Regions from separate parts of the Ovis aries genome. Here region 1 is linked to region 2. A link is a contact called in public Hi-C data. All regions are on one chromosome and are shown on one strand. The core of a region is the stretch at or near the end of the contact, and the rest is flanking DNA. Distances in the headings are between cores, read along the strand shown. Region 1 holds the start of ENKUR (enkurin, TRPC channel interacting protein). Region 2 holds the start of ARHGAP21 (Rho GTPase activating protein 21).

Region 1 (6,386 bases), core at 2,353-4,852, 250 kb before region 2:
ACAATTTTACTATGGCAAGCTGATCAAAACTGAATATAGACTTCAAGGGAAAGAAAGTACAGAAACCACTTTTAACACATTTTTAAATTATTTTCTAAGAATGCTAACAAAGTTACATTTTTAAACCAGAAATACATATTACCTTTTACCAAGTATTGACAGTGATATTTTCCTATGCTTATCCTAGATGATTATTAATCGAAATTATAAGTGCATCAATTTTTACTTCCAAAATAGTCCAGAAAATTCCAATTCCATTATAAAATTACCTAGTTTTCAATACTTCTGGAAAACTTTCAAAATCTATTTAGTGAAAATGATTTAGCATTTGTCACCCATTTAAAATATTTGCTTTCACTATAAGAACTGGCTACAGTTCAATGAACTTTCGAAAATATTTGTGCAATGATTATACTTGTCATCCTGTCATCCTGTTTTAATACAATTTCTATTTAAATTTCTAAGAATGACTAAATCTAGTCCACTATTTTATGAAGAAAGATATTCTAAGGTTTTAAATTATTCTTAAAAATTGCTGCATTTTTACAGCAATGTTGTTTTCCCATAAGTAATAAGAAAAAATGCAAATATAGTAGGATATAAACTAACCAGCACAAGGTTAGAAGGTTTGCTTTTAATACGTAAAAATCCTCTAAACAAGCCCTCCAGTTACTTAGCTGACTGAAACAGCGCAGTGGAGGGCCCACACTTCAGCGCCACGTGGTAATCACAGGGCAAATCAAAGCATTTTTCAGATTCACCACTCTTCTTTGCCTTTATCTTAGAATCAAAGCCAACTAAGCCTTTTCTGTTGTTAGTCTTTTGCTGTTAAATATTCTCTTAAAGGTCTTGAATATCTAATTCAAATGATTAAGTACTCTTTGTAATTCTATAACTTAGAAAAATATTGTGAAGACTATGTCTTTAGAAAGGGTTTATTTTCCTCCCAGTTGTCCTATTTCTACTCCCACCTCTGACCATTTTACTCATCTAAGTAAACTGAAAAAATCCTTAGTAAAAAAAAAAAAAACAACAACTAATTTGTATGCACAACCATTCATATAAGGTGAATATGCAAACTATAACCCCCAGGCCAAATGTAGCTCACCCCTGTTTTTGTAAATTACCTTTCACGGGGAAAAAAACTTTGCTCATTCATTTCTTTTTTCCCCATTTCTTAAGTATTGTCTTTGGTTGTTTTGCAGCTATAATGGGAATGCTTAAGTAGTTTCAAAAGAATACATCTGGCCTGCCAAGCCCTAAAATATTTATTATCTAGCCGTTTACAGAAAAGGTTCACTACCTCTGATGGCACACCAACACTAATTCTCTGTGGACATACTGAACATAGCATTTCCTTGAACAGAACTGCCATTTTGAGTGAATTATAAAAATCAGGAACGTATTCTTTGTAAACATGCTTTCAGAAGCCAAGAATTACAGACCAATACCTAAAGGGGAAAAAAGTTCCTTTCCAAATGATTTAACGACTTCCCTAAGACTGTATACTAAATACACTACAGTGAGACTTTAAATTCTGTTCAGTATTTTTTAAACCATAATAAATATACTGACATCAGTGAAATTACTGTATTCAGTAACAACAGAAAGTCAAGACTAGCTGAGGCCAGTGAGTACTTACTACCTAGAGAAATCATGCTTTGCCCTTATTGACTCTTTCAGGAACTGATAAACATAAAGAGTCCTTAAGTGTTCCTTCTAATTAGAAATGTTATAAACTTTGGCCAAGGACTGTCCATTTGGCTAACTATTATCATTTCAAGTCCTCGGTTCAAATCTTAGCACATATAGAGAACAGAATTATTCTCTACACAAGCTAAGCAAAAATTACCAAAACCATGAAATACTCAAAGTGGAAAGGAAAAGGGCAAAGTGGCATATACATACAAATATTTTGGAAACAGAAAATCTGATGTGAAGAACAGAACCATCAACCCCAAGGCGCCATTCATCTGAAATAAAATGTTTGTTAAACGCCTGGGATAAAAAAAAAATAGAAACCTGACCAACTGGATAAGAAAACACTAAGTTTGTTCTTATCTACTGAAATTCACCAAGAGCCCAAGATGATAAACACCTACACATTCGGCAAACTTTGTTTTAAGTAAGAACTGGATTTATTTAGTGAGAAACAAAACTCCACAGACAGAGCACGGACCATCTCAGAAGGCAGAGCCAATAAACTTTTAAGTCAACCAGGCTACCATGCTGCTTTGTCTCCACCACCGGGCACCCTGGCAGTGACAGGCCTAAACCTGGCCTCTTATCGTCAACCATCCTTATTCCCTTTGGGCAGACTGGCTTCTGTAAGGTTGGTCAGAACCATATTGCCAAAATGTCTTTCAGAGCCTCTGGATGGCAAAGGCTGCTAAATGAGAGTCTTACAGCAGTCAATATGGGAATCAGTGGGTTCATGGAAGACCACACGGATCAAACGGAATAAAACCGCTCCCAAGACTATTTTCAAAAAGGGACGCCAGAAAAAAAAAAAGGGAGGAGCACAAAATTCAAAGGCCCGTTTAAAAGGATTCTTCTGGTTTAGGCTGCTTGCTTAGAAAACAAAGTCAACCCCTAAGAGGAGGGGCCCGATAAAGAGGTAAACAGGGAGAGAAGCAGCGAGGCGCGAGAGTAAGGGAGACAGGTCGCCGAGGGGAGCGGTCCTGAGAGCTCGCACCGGTGGCCGCACGGCTGAGCGCGGGACGCAAGCGGCCGGGAAGGCGGGAGCGGACAGATTGCTGGGGTCACCGCCCAGCAGCGCACAGGGGAAGACACGGACCGGAAAAGGGCATGCGATGGGAACGGACTGATTCTACAGTTTCCCTTTCTCCTCAAATAACTCACCAAGGAAATCACACTGAGAAGACGGGGGGAAAGGAAAGGAAATGGGAAAGAGCTTCCGGAGCCGCCAGCGCTGCCTCGGGACACAGTCCCGCACCTCAGACTCCGGCCCCTGATGGCCCACAGCCCAGGTCCCAGGCCTCGTGAGGTCCACCTCCCCCCAACCCGCGCAGCGGCCTCTGCGCCTGCGCAGGGGCTGGCCTCCGCGTTCGCGCGCCACGCCCACCGCCGAGCTGCCCAGTACCTGGTAAGCGACTTGTCCTGCGCCTCACCCACTCGATCCTAGGCCCCTCCCTCCCTCGTCCTGTTCGTCACGTCGGACGTGCGTCAGCGTGGCCTCAGTAGCTCGCCCCGCCCCAGAGGGATCACGCCTGTGGACGAGAGAATTGTGTGACGCCTGCACAGCGGCGCAGTTTCCCGTCAGTCTGTGGTAGAATTTATCTTTTTTTTCCCAAATACACAGAGAAAAGAGCGACATTTTTAAGGGGACGCCATTTTCACCCCTTTACTCCCAAAGGTACATATAAACTGTGGTTTTCACGTTGAGCTTCTCTTGACAGAAAAGGAGCCCTTGCGAAAGGAAAGTTTGGAAAACTAGATTGCAACGCCACCATCCTCGTTGCCTAGTTACTGTTTCCACGGCAGTCGTGCCGTCAACAACGCTAAGCGAGCCCAGAGTCGTAGAAGGGGTGTTTACTTTCTTGCCAAGAGAGGACTCCAAGAGGTCGCGGGGGAATTGCGTGAAAGAAACGTTCGTTCCTTGAGAAGGCAAGAGGGTAGGAGAGGAAAGGACAAGCTGTGAAGAAACGGATGGAGATATTGCTATAGTGAGAAAAAAGCTAAGTAGTTTTCAGTACTCATATGGTGGCCATGGATCCAACGGGCCCTTCTGAGAGCATTTATAACCTCATACCCAGTGACTGGAAGGAGCCTCCACAGCCTCCTAGGTATGTGGGTAAGCAACGATTATCACTTGAAACAAGAATGGAAAAGAATTGTTCCATTTCAGGATTAAGTAAGCATCGTATGACTTTCAAAACGAGATTACATTATTTTTATCTCAGTGAAGTAGTCTTGGGTGAGAGCTTCTTAAAGAAGTTGCGAAATATAAATATTTAGCTGCTCATAATTCAGAGAGAGGGTGGTCCAGTGCTGTGAGAGGGCCATTTTCTTATGTCAGCCTCTTGTTCATACGTGTGTAATTGTTTGTAATTTAATTGTATATGTGTGATGTGGTATGCAACATAGCCTGAAATATCTTAGTGTTGAAAAAAGAGAAGTCACAATTTTATTATCCTGCGTTAGGATACTTGATATCTTGTTTCAGGAATTCACTGTTTTGTTTCTGACTACACCACTGCTTTCTCTAAAGAAAGATAATACCCATTTCCCCCCAAGAGTATTGTCAAATATAAATTTCTATTTGTTTCTGAGCCTCTCTTTTTTTTTTTTGATTGATGAAACAAATGCACAAGATAGTGCCTAAGGTCTTCTTTTGAAGAAGAATGGATTGACGGAGACCCCAAAATATGTGATAGAGTTAAGATTTTTATATAGGTGTTAGGACCCCTTTAGTTCCCCAAATTTTCAAAAAGGTACCACACAGTAAACATGTCAGTTACTCACCTGGGGACAAAAGAAAGTAAAGAATAAGGAAAATCTCATTCCTTCTAGGATTTTGCAGCTTTACCTTTTTCCTTTTTCTTGTTCCAAGTCAAAACTACACTGAAAGAGCACTGGGCTAAAAACAAAACACTAGGCTCTGAAACTGATTGGTTTTGTGATCTCAAATACATTATTAAAATTTGTTTTCTGATCTGTAAAACAAATTACATGAACTGGATAATCTTTAAGGTCTTTCAGATCTTAATTGTCAATTTTCTTTTTTAGTAATTACTTCCAGTGCCTAACATCTTCAACAAGTAGACAGATCCTTCATTTTTAAGCCTGAGTATCTTTTTTTAACCAGACCAGTACCTATTTTGTTTTCCATTAACTTCTCAAAATCTAGTAGAGATTGGAAATAGGAATTCAAAGTATGATTTGGTACAGTTTCAGAGTTTATAAGAAGTGTTCAAGTTAACTATTGCTGAATGGAGTTTTAATCGAAAATTCCTGTATATTGTACAAGATAAAAGCTCCTCAAAGCTCCTCTGTAACCCACTGGCAGATTATATTTTTCATAGACTCCTGAATTTGAATGTTAAGATAGTTTATTAAATAGGTGTTTTGTTTATTGGTAAATTTGAAAAGCTTTACTGTGTCTAGGTGGCTTTTTCAAGAACTTTTATAGGAAAAATCTTTATTTAGTTGGCAAATGTATAATATCACCCTTGGGTAATGTTGCAGTGACAGCTCAAACTCCTTGGTTTACTCTGAAGAAATAAGTAGGAAAAACTAACTTATGGTGAAAAGAATAGAAGGCATCCAAATGTGATGCCAAAGAACTCTTTGTGTTAGGGTAAAGTCAACCTACACTGCCAGCAACAACCAAGAAGAGTTTTTAATTTGACAAGATGTGCTTGCAAGACACTAATTTATAAAAAACAGAGCATAATAAAACTTTTATCCAATTCTCTCCCTCCACTGTAACACAAATTGCCCTCACAGTAACACAATCACCCTTACCCAATCCACTTAGTAGTAGTAAGAATTCTTGCTAAGAAAGAAATATATTGCTCTTTCCTGCATAACCCACTGGAACACACCTCAACATAATAAAAGCTATCTATGACAAACCCACAGCAAACATTATCCTCAATGGTGAAAAATTGAAAGCATTTCCCTAAAGTCAGGAATAAGACAAGGGTGTCCACTTTCACCGCTACTATTCAACATAGTTCTGGAAGTTTTGGCCACAGCAATCAGAGCAGAAAAAGAAATAAAAGGAATCCAAATTGGAAAAGAAGAAGTAAAACTCTCACTGTTTGCAGATGACATGATCCTCTACATGGAAAATCCTAAAGACTCCACCAGAAAATTACTAGAGCTAATCAATGAATATAGTAAAGTTGCAGGATATAAAATCAACACACAGAAATCCCTTGCATTCCTATACACGAATAATGAGAAAGTAGAAAAAGAAGGAAACAATTCCATTCACCATTGCAACGAAAAGAATAAAATACTTAGGAATATATCTACCTAAAGAAACTAAAGACCTATATATAGAAAACTATAAAACACTGATGAAAGAAATCAAAGAGGACACTAATAGATGGAGAAATATACCATGTTCATGGATTGGAAGAATCAATATAGTGAAAATGAGTATACTACCCAAAGCAATTTACAAATTCAATGCAATCCCTATCAAGCTATCAGCCACATTTTCACAGAACTAGAACAAATAATTTCAAGATTTGTATGGAAATACAAAAACCTCGAATAGCCAAAGCAATCTTGAGAAAGAAGAATGGAACTGGAGGAATCAACTTGCCTGACTTCAGGCTCTACTACAAAGCCACAGTCATCAAGACAGTATGGTACTGGCACAAAGACAGACATATAGATCAATGGAACAAAAT
Region 2 (5,836 bases), core at 2,351-4,850:
TAATAGTAATATTTTTATAGTAATGCTTATTATTATAATAGTAATAAAATAGTAATATTTTAATTGGAATGATGTTTTTACCTTTTAAAAACTCCTTTATGTCTATTGTCTCATTTGATGCTCTCAACAGCCCAACAAGAGTGGGAAGGTCCTGTCATACTGGAGATCCCAGGAGAGGGCTAGGACTTAGGTTTCCCAAATCTTAGCTCTGGTCTTTTTTTCTTTTGCATCCAGATAGCCTAATGCATATAAGATACATATGGTTGGGACTTCCCTAGTGGTCCAGTGGTTCGAACTTCGAGCTCCCAATGCAGGGGGCCTGAGTTCAATCCCTTTTCAGGGAACTAGATTCCATATGCTGCAACAAAGATGGAAGACCTTGCATGCCACACCTAAGACCTAGTGCAGGCAAATTAATTAATTTTAAAAAGATAAATATGGTAGCAAGAACAACAGAATCCTACTGATTTTAGATGTAGGGTTAATGATCAGTACAGGATAAGCTAAGTAAATGCTGGCTACTGTTGTTATTATTAAAACTTGTGTTAGAAGTAAGGATAGTGTTATAGAGAAAAACATGACTCTGGACCCTATGTCCTGGGGTTGAATTCTTGCTCTGCAGTGTACCTGTCTCATTAAGTTTTGTGTAAAGCTCTGGGAGGACACAACTGAGCGACTGAACTGAACCGAAAGCTCTGGGAGGAATACTCAGCTGGCAGTGCTACCTAGACAGTAGTCACTGTTACTTGTTAGCTCTAGTACTTTACAGAAGTAAAACTGTGCCCTACGTCACATGGTAAATGATGAAGCTAGACTGTAATCCCCATCCTTCCACTTATCTCCTATAGAAATGGCTTTCTAAATTACATTGTGGGCATGCATGCTCAGTTATGTCCAGCTCTTTGCCACCCATGTACTGTAGCCCACCTGGATTCTCTGTCCGTGGAATTTTCCATGCAAGAATACTGGGGTGGGTTGCCATTTCCTCCTCCAGGAGGTCTTCTAAACCTGGGGATTGGACCTGCATCTCCTGAATTGGCAGGAGGATTCTTTACCACTGAGCCACCTAGGAAACCCCCTAGATTATGTTATTTTCCCACAATTCCCAAAATGTGTTTTACCTTCTTTTCACATCTCCTTCCATGGCTAACATTTAGTCTCCTTTACCAAACTGAAATTTAAAGACGCTTACTCCTTGGAAGAAAAGTTATGACCAACCTAGATAGATAGCATATTCAAAAGCAGAGACATTTTCTTTGCCGACTAAGGTCCGTCTAGTCAAGGCTATGGTTTTTCCAGTGGTCATGTATGGATGTGAGAGTTGGGCTGTGAAGAAGGCTGAGCACCGAAGAATTGATACTTTTGAACTGTGGTGTTGGAGAAGACTCTTGAGAGTCCCTTGGACTGCAAGGAGATCCAACCAGTCCATTCTGAAGGAGATCAGCCCTGGGTGTTCTTTGGAAGGAATGATGCTAAAGCTGAAACTCCAGTACTTTGGCCACCTCATGCAAAGAGTTGACTCATTGGAAAAGACTCTGATGCTGGGAGGGACTGGGGGCAGGAGGAGAAGGGGACGACAGAGGATGAGATGGCTGGATGGCATCACTGACTCGATGGATGTGAGTCTGAGTGCACTCCGGGAAGGTGATGGACAGGGAGGCCTGGCGTGCTGCGATTCATGGGGTCGCAAAGAGTTGGACACGACTGAGCGACTGAACTGAACTGAACCAAACTGAAAGCCTTTATTTCCAAAATCAACATTTATAAAAATTTCCATGACAAAAACCTTAACCCTACATGTCCTTAGCTGTGAGAGACCCAAGTTATGCCATGCATGCCCATTTGCATTTGTAAAGAAGCTGTTTTGTGCTTAAAATTGTTTTTCTCTTTCTGGACATATTCTTTAAGCCCAGTAGAGGTACACTACTTGAACCCTGTCTTTCTACTCACTTCTAGTTCATTTACTCTACAGTATCCAGAATTGGATACTACTGTAGTCCAGTGAGCTGTTCAGTAAATTACCCACTGGCTGGCAGGCATTCCTTCTGTTTTATCCTTTTTTTCTTTGTTATTAGCTGACTAGTTTTGTTAGGGGCTGTCCAGACCATGCAAATTTCATGGCCATATAAAAATGAGTCTTTCCTCTAATTAAGGCGAAGGACTTAGCTGTATATTCTAATGTTTGGCACCTTCCACTCTTAGGAAGGTCTAAAAAAAACCACAGCACAGGTTTTCAGGCTCCTGAGAGTGGTTTTGGATTTTTTTCTCAACAAAAAAAACAGGACCGGAGGCTCCGGACTGCGAGCTGGGTGTGGACGGCGGGGTGGGTGGAGCGGGGAACTGTCTCTAAATCTCATGGGGAGAGTGTGGTTAAAAAAAAAGAAGGAAAAGGTACGCAGACCCCAAAGCTTCTTGGGTTGTTTTTTTTTCTCCCTCAGGAGGGTGGTGGCGGCTGATCAGACACAAAAGCTGGTACTTCCCCACCCGCGTGAAGATAAAATGCCCCTCAACAGCATCAGCAGGAGGACTGGGAAAGGGAGGAGAGGCGTGTCTGGGAGGAGGCGAAGATGAGGGTGACAAGGTGACAAACCCCGCCGCCGCGGCCCGCTCCTCCACTGCAGCTGGAAGAGGACTGGAGGGCGAGCCACCTCCCCGGACCCGGGCGGGGTGGGAAGGGGAGACCGAGGGGCTGTGGCTTTCCTAGCGGGGGCGGGGCAAAGGGTGGAGGGAAGCCTGAGTCAGCAGCCTCTGATTGGTTGGTGTTTTCTCATCGCGTCCTCCGATTGGCCCATTTGCAGCGGGAGATGTTGTGAAGCGCGGCGGGGCGGAGCGAGCCGCCAGGGGTCTGGGGCTAAGCCCCGGGATCTGGCCGGGAGGGGCGGGTGTGGGGCTCCCGGCCCCGCGCCTCTGTGACCTGCGGGGCGGAGAAGCGCCTCCACCTTCCCTCCCAGTTCCGCTAGCCGCGCCGAATTGTTCAGCTGCCCTGAAGATATGAAAAGGGCAAAGGACTGAATGAATAACGCTTCGCTGCGAGCCCCCAGCCTCCTTAAAGAGAAGCTCTTTTGCAGTCGGGCGTTGAAAGGACACTCCCTTATCTTGAAGTCCCATATCGCACCCCTCCCGCTGCAGATAGGGGCAAAAACTCACCCGGACGCGTACCCCGCAGTCTGGGACCCGTGATCTCTGACACTCACCCCCGCTAATTCTGAGTATCTAGAATCCTCGCCCCCCCCAACCCCTCCCCGGCCCTGACGCCGAGAACAGGGTCCCTTCCTAGTGGAAGCCCAGGTTCCCGGCCGCTCCCGCTCAGCGCTCTGGAGATTGGAGAAGGCGGGGAGGGTTTTCTGTGTTTGGTTTTTGGGGAGGTGTTGGGGGCGGGTGAGGGCTTGTAGGTCCCGACGTAAATTGGGAGGGGGTTGGCGAGCACCCCCACCGACCCCCGCCCCAGGCTAATCCCCCTGCTTCAGCGTCTGTTCCCCGGACCATATTATTCAAGACAGAAAATATTCAGCCCCAGAGCCTCCCCTGGGGAGGGGAGGGGAAGGAGGTGGAGTGGGAGGAGGTGGATCCAGGGAGGAAGAAGCGAGAAATCCGCCCCCGGGAAACAGCTCGGCGCGGCTGCGGAGCGGAGCAGTTCTGTCACTTGGCGATCGCGGGCGCCCGAGCGCGGCCCCGGCCCGGCCCGGCGAGGCGAGGGGAGAGTCCGGCGGCCGCCGCCCCGCCCCACGCCCTCCCGCGGCGGCCGAGAGCCCGGGGCCGGCCGGGGCAGGTCGCGGCGGTGTCTGGGAGCGGTCGGCCGGGGGCGGCGGCCTCGGAGCGCGGCGGAGGCTGGTAGCGCCGGCTCGTCCTCCCGCTTGGTCCGCTGTGCGCCAGGCGTGCGCGCCGTCCGGGGGACCGGCCGGGCCCGGTGCGGATCTACTCGGCGCGCTTGCTCCGGTGCGTGTCTGCTTGACTTTCCGCCTCGGCGGACAGGGCGCAGCGCCGGCGGGCGGGTGGAGAGGGAGAGCCGGGCTCGCCGCGGGCTCCCTCCCTTCCCGCCACCCCGCCCGGGCGCTGGCGCGGGGCCGGAGAGAGTGGTGGCGGGAGCCCGGCGGGGGCAGAGGGGCCGCGCCCGCGTGTGCGGAGCGAGGGAGGGCGGGCGGGAGGAGGGAAGGGCACAAAGGCCGGCAGCGGGCGCCGGGGTCCCGCCGGCCGGCCGTGGAGGAGGGGCGCCTCCCGTGCGCTCATGAATATTAACCGAGCCTGCGGCCTAGCGCGCCCCGGCTGGGCCCGGCGCCCTGCCCGCGTCCCCGCCGCTCGCCTCTGCGCCTTGGAAGCCGGGCCAGGCGGGGCGCGGAGGGTGAGCCCCCTCGCTTTTGGCTTTTCCCTCGGGTCTCCCCACTCTTTTTTGAAAGTACATATTTGGGCCGCCCTTCCCGAGAGATCGCGCTCCCCGATCTGCCTCTGGAAGGGGCGGAGGAAATAGTGGTAGGTGGGTGGTGGTTTTCTTCCCCCCCCCCCAAAAAAATTATTTTTCCCCTAGGCGGCCCCGGGAAAACGGGACGATCGTGTCGAGGCGTAGTTTGGGGCGCGGCAACTAAATAAAAGTTGCTGGGGCTGCGGCTTCATTTCTGTGGCTCCGGAATAATGCCCCGGAGAGGGACTCCCTCCCGGCGCTGCGCACACCTCCCCGCCCGGCCCCGCGCCGTCCCCGCCCAGCCCCGCCGCGGGCCAAGGAAAACAGCCGCCTCCTCGGGGACACCGGCCGGTCGGGGCGGAGGGCGGAGGGCGGGCGCCCCAAGTCCCCCAGGCCGCCTGGAAACACCGGCAGAGCCGCTGGCCGCGTCCGAGCCTGACTTTTTGTTTTTATTTTAGGGAGCTGGGGAGGTGGCGGGGAGCAAGGCGTGTTTTTGAAAAAGTATTCTCCCATTTTAGCCTCGTGGGGACAAAACTTCTGTAAAGTCTTCTTATTCGGGTGATGCAGAAGAACATAAGCTCCCTCTCATTTGCCCAGAAAATACATGAATTTAAATGCACTTGAAAGGGGAATGTTTTTTTCTTGTCGGCTGCAGAAAGTCCGGGCATGTTTGAGGTAATCATCGTGCCGTTCTGATGTCTCTCATTTCCCCCTTGATTTAAAGATTTCCCCCCGCCTTTCTTTCTTATTTTGTATGGGAAGATTATTTCATCTTTTGATTCATCAGCATGGACCGAATTATCTTTCCAAGTGCTGGAAGGGCGAGCTTGGAGTAGACTCGTGGGCAAGGCCAAGGTCAGCGTCTGGAGAAAGTTCATGTCCTTTAACTTTTCCCTCTTTAGGAAAGATCTCTTTGGGAGAGCCTTCACGACGCGCTAGCATTGCTCTCGGACTTGGGAGGAGCGCTAGGAACGAAGGGGACCGCTTTCTGCAGTTGGCCTCACTAGCTGCACAGGAGACTGGTCTTTGTTTTTTACGTCTGGAGAAATGGACGAAGACGGTGAAGGCCGTTGAAGTCGGAAGGAATCCTCATCAGGGCATTTGAAAGGCGCTTCATTGAAACCTTCATTTGTCTCAGCAACCCTGCACCCTCTCGGAACCTGGTGTGGAATTCTTACCTTCTTGGTGCATGGTGGCATTTCCCTCCCAATGTGGACTCCCAAGGGTTGGTCCCTTCTTTGTAATTTGAAATGAAATGATGGCCACTCGTCGGACTGGTCTGCCTGAGGGAGATGTTGACACCAAGCTCAAGGCCTGCGGGTCCCCCACCTGTGAGGTAAGTGCAGAGCTGACGTCCCTGCCCAGCTGTGTGGCTTGTGTCTCTGAGGTGTCTGTCCTACCAGTGTGGGGTGGGGGTCAGCTACCTTGGGGGTCTAAGAA

Evidence for each region. A called contact is a pair of places that touch in the nucleus more often than the background predicts.
Region 1: a contact with region 2 is called in a Hi-C map of muscle, with 4 times the contacts expected there. The contact joins the promoter of ENKUR here to the promoter of ARHGAP21 in region 2. A contact is called at or near these places in 2 of 16 Hi-C or Micro-C datasets (liver and muscle).

The regions. Positions count from the first base shown.
Region 1 is chr13:25,208,906-25,215,291 of ARS-UI_Ramb_v3.0, reverse strand. It overlaps ENKUR (enkurin, TRPC channel interacting protein), which reads left to right and starts at 3,602. Exons shown (of 5, transcript XM_004014226.6): 1 at 3,602-3,806. The coding sequence starts at 3,721. The region is part of intron 4 of THNSL1 (threonine synthase like 1); the gene reads right to left.
Region 2 is chr13:24,964,211-24,970,046 of ARS-UI_Ramb_v3.0, reverse strand. It overlaps ARHGAP21 (Rho GTPase activating protein 21), which reads left to right and starts at 3,600. Exons shown (of 25, transcript XM_042230534.2): 1 at 3,600-3,936; 2 at 5,299-5,732. The coding sequence starts at 5,652.